2 separate regions of the Mus musculus genome follow, and region 1 is linked to region 2. The links are chromatin contacts, called in public Micro-C maps. All regions are on one chromosome and are shown on one strand. Each heading gives the region's core, a stretch centred on a gene start, on an enhancer-like site or on the middle of the called end of the contact. The rest is flanking DNA. Distances are from core to core; before and after follow the strand shown. Region 1 has its middle 28 kb from the start of Mir466j. Region 2 has its middle 20 kb from the start of Unc5b.

Region 1 (3,501 bases), core at 182-2,681, 140 kb before region 2:
GAATTTGACTCCCACCCTTGCCTGCCCTGACCCTGGCCCCCATCTCTGCCTCATCCCTCACACTCCTTTGAAGGACTCACGTTGTTTCTTTCTAGTCTTTCTGAAGATAGGGAGGTGTGGTCCCCTGCTACTTGCCTTACAGTATCCTATGTGAGGAAGTACCAGTCATTTGACCTACACTGTGCTATTGCAAACCCAGGCATTCATTAATAATATTTCCAGACATACTCCAGGCCTTTCTTCCAGCACTCGGTGGAATCTCTGGGTTGCCGATACATACATTTTAAAGGGCTTTATACTAATCCACAGACTCAAGCCGGATGTGGTGGCATGTGCCTGTAATTCCAGCACTTGTGAGGCAGAGACGGGATTGCCACAGGTTTGAGGCCAGCCTGGGCTACATCCCAAGATTCTGTCTTAATAAAAGAAAACACACAACAAGAAGTAGATCTCGTTGTCCTGTTGTCGTATACCCTCAATGTGTCATCAGGACCCCCAAACCACTCAATACATCGTACTTACTCTCATTTGCATTTGCGAGTCTTGGATTGTTAGTGATTCTGATCCCTGGACTGGCAAGATATTTTAGTGGGTACACGTGTTTGCTGTGGAGGCCTGGAGACCTGAGCTTGGCCCCCAGAACCATGCAAAGGTGGAAAGAGAGAACAGACTCTACACAGTTCCCTGACCACCACGTGTGTGCCACGGCGCACACACATCAGACCCACAATAGTAATATAAATAAATGAAATTAAACTTTCTTCTAGTCCATAGCTGTGTGAATCCGGAGTTCCTAGCCTGTCCATTCCCAGTGTTAGACGTGGGCTTCATCTCTCTCAGGTGCTACACATGCCTTGCTCAGTTGGTCACCTGCCGTTGGACTCCCTGCAGCGTGCCTGGGAAGCAATGGGATTTCTCCATACGTCAATGTCTGATTTCAGATGTTTCTATCTCCTCCTATGAGAATCAAAAAAGAGACACTGAAATTAAAGGGAGATAAGCAAGGCTGATTACTGGCTTAGAGAGAGGCTTCAGCCATAAGGCTGTGGAGCCCATAAAGAGGTGACCCTGGCCATTCACAGTCTCTCTGGGTTCAAGGCAGGGCTCCCTTTCCCGGACTCATCCCCCAACTCAGTGGCTCCGCTCCCCCATCCCCCACCCCCATCAAACCTAGAGGCCGGCAATTGGCCCATGCAAGCACTCACTGTACATAGTGACTTGTCAACTCACCTGTTCCCTAGATACCTCTTCCCTGAGTGTGGATGGAGTCAGGGACTATTCTGGGTCCTCAGGACCCTGCTGTGAACAGGTGCATGCCTCTGTCTCGGGTGCAGGTGACTTTGCGAAGGAGGGAAAATTGTGACTGCCACTGTGTTTGGAGGGAACTGGATCATGTGGTGCTAGGGAGGACCTAAGCAGCTGTTTGGTTGAATTTTATTATGGGTCATAAAGGAAACCAAGGCTGGGACAGAAGGCACTAGACCCAGTAAAGACTGAGTCAGAACTGAGGTCAATGAAGATCCAGGACACCTCCCAGGCACACCTTCCAGGCACTAGGTTTTGTGTGTGTGTGTGTTTTTGTTTGCTTGTTTTTTTTTTGTTTTGGTTGTTGTTTTTACATGAAGATGAACACTTGTAAATCACATGACCAAGGCAGATGATAACAGACAGCAGAGATGAGGTGACAATCTAATTCTGGCTTCGAGGCAGACATTGGGAAGAGACAGAATTTGGAAGGTATTTGCCCACTGGCTGTCCTGTTTCTAGAACCTGTGAGGGAGAAAGACAGGACTCAAGACATGGCCAGGAGAAAGGAGCTGCCATAGCCAAGGGTCATCTGACACATCCCTGGGTACCAACTCAGCCCATGACACCTCCTACTTCCATAGTGGATGCGGTCTGTGCATCTGGTCTTCTTCTGCCCCTTCAGGCTCCAAGGGGGCTTCTTCTGCCCTTTATGCCATAGGGAGCCTTTCTCTCTTGGGTCCTTGTCCTTCCTTTCCTCTTGTGGTGTTTGTCCCCAGCTGTTTGGGTATTAGTTGATTCCAGGTGTAATCAAGTAGACAAGCAAAATTAGCCATCACGGTAGGCATCAATAAACCATGCCAAGGTGGAGATGGGCTGTACCATTCCTCTCTTCTTGATGCCACTACCAAGAAGAGAGGCAGCAGGGATGCCCATCCTAAATGCAGAGAACCTCCATCTTAGCATGGTTTATTAACACCTACTGTGATGGCTAATTTTGATTGTCAACTTTACATCTGGAATGAACTAAAACCCCAACAGCTGGGCATATGTTCCTTGATTGCATCATTTGAGATGGGAAGACCCACCCTAGATCTGGGCCATATTTTCTGGTGGCAGCCTACATAAAAGGACACGGAAGTCTAGCAGGCCCCCAGACTTTAGCATGACTGACACCACATTAGAGGTATGTGACCTTCTTGCTCTAAGCATATGAGACACCGAAGGAGAGCCCTTACACTGCAGCTTGATTGCAATCTGGGAGGCATCTGGCTAAGTCCCCTGGGGCATCGAGGGGGCGCCTGGTAGTGAACCAGACAGATGCTCAGCAAAGACTTGCTGATCAATGGATTCATAAAAATAGTGCTGACAGTGTTCAGGGAGGAGCCTCAGCTCATGAGCAGGCAGGAAGGATAAGACTTCTTTCTAACAACTGCCTGTGCACCTTGAGTACCCCAATGGGGTGGGCGGAGCTTCATCAGCCACACCCTGGGGCAGGGGTGAGCTTGCTGTGGAGCATCACTCTGGCAGTGGTACACCCATTTGCCATCTCAATCTTGGCCCTACTTGATGCCTACCATGATGGCTAATTTTGGTTGTCAACTTTACAGCTGGAATCAGCTAAAACCCAAACAGCTGGGCATACATTCATTGATTGTGTCATTTGAGATGGGATGACCCACCCTAAATCTGGGCCATATTTTCTGGTAGCAGCCTACATAAAAGGACATGGAAGTCTAACAGGTCCCCAGACCTTAGCATGACTGACACCACGTTCGTTAGAGGCACCATTCTGACCTTAAAACCCAGCATGCAGGTCACAACACCTGCCAAAACAGGAACAAAGTTCTAGCCCATAGTTCTGGGATCCAGACAAGTTCCTAGATGGATTAACCTTGCTTTTTGACTTCTGTAGTTTTGCTTCTTGCAGACTGAAGTGTGACAACCAGGATGTGGTTTTTGTGCACAAAAGACAAAGATCTGTAAAGCTCGGGCCTGTGTGATTTGACTAAGTTCCCTGTGCGACTGCAGGCTGGCAATATTGATTTTCTTCTTGGCTTTAAGACTGTCCACGTGGTGGCCTCTGGCGGGATTACCTTGAAACAGAAGAAGGATGTTTTTGCTTGCTTGCTCTCATCCTTGCTGACAAGTTCATCTATCCCATTGCTGAGGCATTCCTTCACTGGTATTATAACCCACGTCTTCAGGATTCCAACGGATACATCCAGCCTTGCGGACTGAACAGCACCAGATCTT
Region 2 (3,493 bases), core at 207-2,706:
TTCAGCACAGGCACAGGGCAAGGGTCACAGCTTGCCTACCTCCCACTCCCTGCCACCATGGTAGCCTTCCTGTGACTGGGAGAGCACAAAGCTGGACAGAACCTCAGATATGACACAAGTCACGCCTGTCAGTTCTGATGCTATAGGAGGAGACAGCCCAGTGAAGTGCAACGTGGGTCAAACTGGAAATGTCTACACTCTTGTTACCAGCTCTAAAGCTGCTGGGTCGGCCTGGGAATGCTCTATCTGTCCAGTTAAAGGAGGTTGGGTTCATCTCAGGTCAAAAAGGAACCCGATTGGCTGGCCTGGCCTGTTGCATCCTTCCTCTTTCCCTGATTCCCTGCATACCTTTCATGGGATGGGTTCTACCACAGCTTTTGAAGCCACCTTTGAGCTGATCCTTGTCACAAAGAGAAAACCTAGGGACAGAATTATTCATGGACCCCTTATCCTACAACCAGAGTCCATCAGACCTCTATGTAGGGGAGACAGAAAATAATTTCTACAGTGCTATCACTTCTAGACGGACAAATAGCCTGGGTGACATCACAGGCCAGCAAAGGATTCAAACATTCTCCTTCCTGTTTCCCTTCAAACATTCCTTCCTGAGGCAGTCTCCCCTTTCAGCAACAGTCCAAAGTTGGCTGAGAGGGCGGGGGCTTGAGGTGTAGTACATCAGCACAGCACTTGCCTGGTACGGGGAAGCTCCTGGGTCCTTCCCTAGGACTGAAAACGTGAAAACAAAACAAACAACGATGAAAAAAAAACAAAGGACAAAAAACAAAAACAATAATCAGTGTGTTCAGTCAACAAACTAAGATTTCTCTTTTAACTTCTAGAGTGGGTATTGAGCATGTTCAGCCCCTATAGACCCGTTCTTCCTTGAGCCCCTCCCTGCCTGAGTCATTCTAGAGATGCTAAGGCATCACAGAGGAGCACTCCTGCCTCCTCCATTTTTGCAAAGCCCCCAGCCATTCATATTCTTAGTCGGGGCTCACTGTGGTTCTCAGCCTTTTACATATCAGTGGTGAGCCGCTTTCTTTATAGAGGCTACGCAGTATAAACCAGCTTGTCTGAAGCAAGTAAATGGAGAAGAAGCCTGGGGCCCTCTCCCTAGCTCTTCCTCTGTAGCCGCTTCTGGGCAGCTGCTGGGAGAAGCATGGGGCTCCCTAGAATACAGTTTGTAAATTACTGCACTACAGAAAAGCCCAGAAGCCGGGAAGACTGTGGAACACAGGCCTTCCTCTTGCTGTGTGGCAAGAGCGGCAAGATCTTGTTGATCCTGTGAGGAGGTTAGTATGGCTGGATCTGGAGACAAGCACCAAACCCACCAGGGAGAACAGTTGCTATTCACAGAAACAAGACAGCAACTCCATCATTCCCAAAACAGGTAGCTTGGGAGGCTCCACATCGCTTGAGATGGCTATCTTCCAGGAAGTGAGTCACTACAGACTAGAAAGACTTCAGGTCCCGCTGAGACATTGATTGTCCCCACTTCTTGATCCCACAGCTTTTCACGATGTGTAAAGGTGTGCCACAGATCTGCAAGCCTTTGACTCCTCCTGGACTCACTATATTGCTCTGATCTTATTAGACACAGATGTGTTTCTTGCAAGGTCAGGACAGATCAGGCAAGAAGCTGGCAAAAAAGAGCTAGTGTCTGTACATATGGGCACCAGTGGCTGTTGAGGGTGTGGGCCTGTGAAAGGCTGATCCTATAGCAAGAGCAGCCTCGAACTGCTAAGAATCTTTACGAGCTCTTTGTTCGGCCCCTCTACACCCGTACCAGGCTGCAGGAGGCAGCCCTTCCTCAGGCACTTCCCAACACTCATGGCAAATTCTGTTCTCTGTGTGCTTGATTGAACAAGCCAACAAGTGAGGCCCTGAAGGCTGGCACATGGAAAGAGGTGAGCAGCATGTTGTTTATACATAGAATTTTATGTAGCCCAAGCAGACCTCAAACTCACTTTGTAACCGAAGATGACCTGGAACCCCTGATCCTCCTGCCTCTGCCATGTGTGTGTCTCTGTTGTACAGCATTTTTCTCCGGATTGAAATATTCCACAGTACAAGGAAGCCCCTAAAGACCCAAGAAGTAGACAACTCACAAGTCTCAGGAAAATCCCTGAAACTTAGCAGATTTGCAGGATCCCTTCCCTTCTCAAGGTTACAACACATTAAGGGGTGTTGGAAAAAAGAGACTCTCCAACTTGAGGAGCTGCTTGCAAGTCCTGTGGAGATCCAGAGTTCCAGCTTTCATGAGTTGTCACATACACTGGGGTGAGCTTTCAGTGATGTTACTGCATTTGAGTGATCTAAGCTTCTGATAATAACCCTTCACCCATACTGCTATCAGTAATCCCAATAAACTCATTGATCCCCAAGTTGTGCTTTGGTGTTACTATTACCTTGGCCTCTTGTCAGTCGCCTATCTGAGAAGAGTAGACATTTGTTTATATCTCCCAAAACCACATAATCGCCACCATGCCTGACTGAGTGGTACTCTAGAGGCTCATGAAGCCCTGGAGACAAGCAAGAAGCCCAAGAACTTTCTAGTCCCTTATTTCACAGTCAGGGAAACTGAGACCCAGAAGGAGGACAAAGCAGCAGCTTGGTAACCTGGCAGCCCACCTCCACAGGGACCCTCGTTGCCAAACTGTGGGCTTAGATGGAGTTCCTGCCAGGCAGCACCAAGCTGTCTTCCTCTGGAGGGGCCCAGTGCCTGGTAGGACTTGGAAGGACCTTGGAGGACCTAGGAGGACCTGGAAGGATCTGGGATAACCTGGCAGAAGATGGAACAATAGCCCAGAGTCCAGCATTCAGCCGGAGCTTATTAGATAGCACCACCATGAACACCAGGGCTAAGCCACACGGGGAACTTCCCCAGGCCCTGTCTCCCTGTCCCCAAGCATCAACAGTCTCCATCCATGCTGGAAGAGGAGGAAGATGATGGGGTGTTAGCAGTCACCAGTGGGCACCTGAGGATGTGCTGTCTTCACAGGGAAACTTTGTTTTTCCATGTGCTTCCTCTCCAGTGGCTCTATGGGAGACGTAGTGACTATTCAACAGGAAAATACCAGCCCAGCCCCAGGACTCTATCAGCACCATTAAGAGGGCTTGTTTGTCCCCTTTGAACAAGATGTCTGAAAGCATGAAGAGGCCCCAGGACAGAGGCCAGAAGCCTGGGGTGTGGGCAGTATACAGTGTGACCCAGGCAATGAAGAGGTTGGTTTTGGGTCTCAGAGATACCATGACCCAGGTGAGCCCTCTGACCAGTAGCAAGCAGGTCACCCAACCTCCAGGAGCCTCGGGGTCTAAGTGAATCTTGGATCATCTTCCTAGTAAAGGAGGGGGTCGTAGTTACAGTGTTATTGCTGTAAGAGACACCATGACCACCGCAGCTCTTAAAAAGAAAAGCATTGGAACTGAGTTCAGAGGTTTAGCCCATTGTCATCATGATGGGAAACATGGTGGCATGCAGGCAGACATGGTA

Evidence for each region. A called contact is a pair of places that touch in the nucleus more often than the background predicts.
Region 1: a Micro-C map of trophoblast stem cells shows a contact between it and region 2, with 3 times the contacts expected there. The contact joins two enhancer-like sites. A contact is called at or near these places in 1 of 39 promoter capture datasets (embryonic stem cells), 9 of 484 Hi-C or Micro-C datasets (the C2C12 cell line, bone marrow-derived macrophages, cardiomyocytes and 4 more), 2 of 115 datasets of contacts at active chromatin or transcription factors (both in embryonic stem cells) and 1 of 9 other capture datasets (embryonic stem cells).

What each region holds. Positions count from the first base shown.
Region 1 is chr10:60,986,826-60,990,326 of GRCm38.p6, reverse strand. No RefSeq gene overlaps it. Among named protein-coding and RNA genes, the nearest start is that of Mir466j, 28 kb to the right of the region's middle. Within about 2 kb of position 1,431, at least 3 of the 459 cell types and tissues checked have an H3K27ac peak or open chromatin away from gene starts, as enhancers often do. A contact at or near this core is called in trophoblast stem cells, where this site is marked.
Region 2 is chr10:60,849,639-60,853,131 of GRCm38.p6, reverse strand. No RefSeq gene overlaps it. Among named protein-coding and RNA genes, the nearest start is that of Unc5b, 20 kb to the right of the region's middle. Within about 2 kb of position 1,456, at least 1 of the 459 cell types and tissues checked has an H3K27ac peak or open chromatin away from gene starts, as enhancers often do. A contact at or near this core is called in trophoblast stem cells, where this site is marked.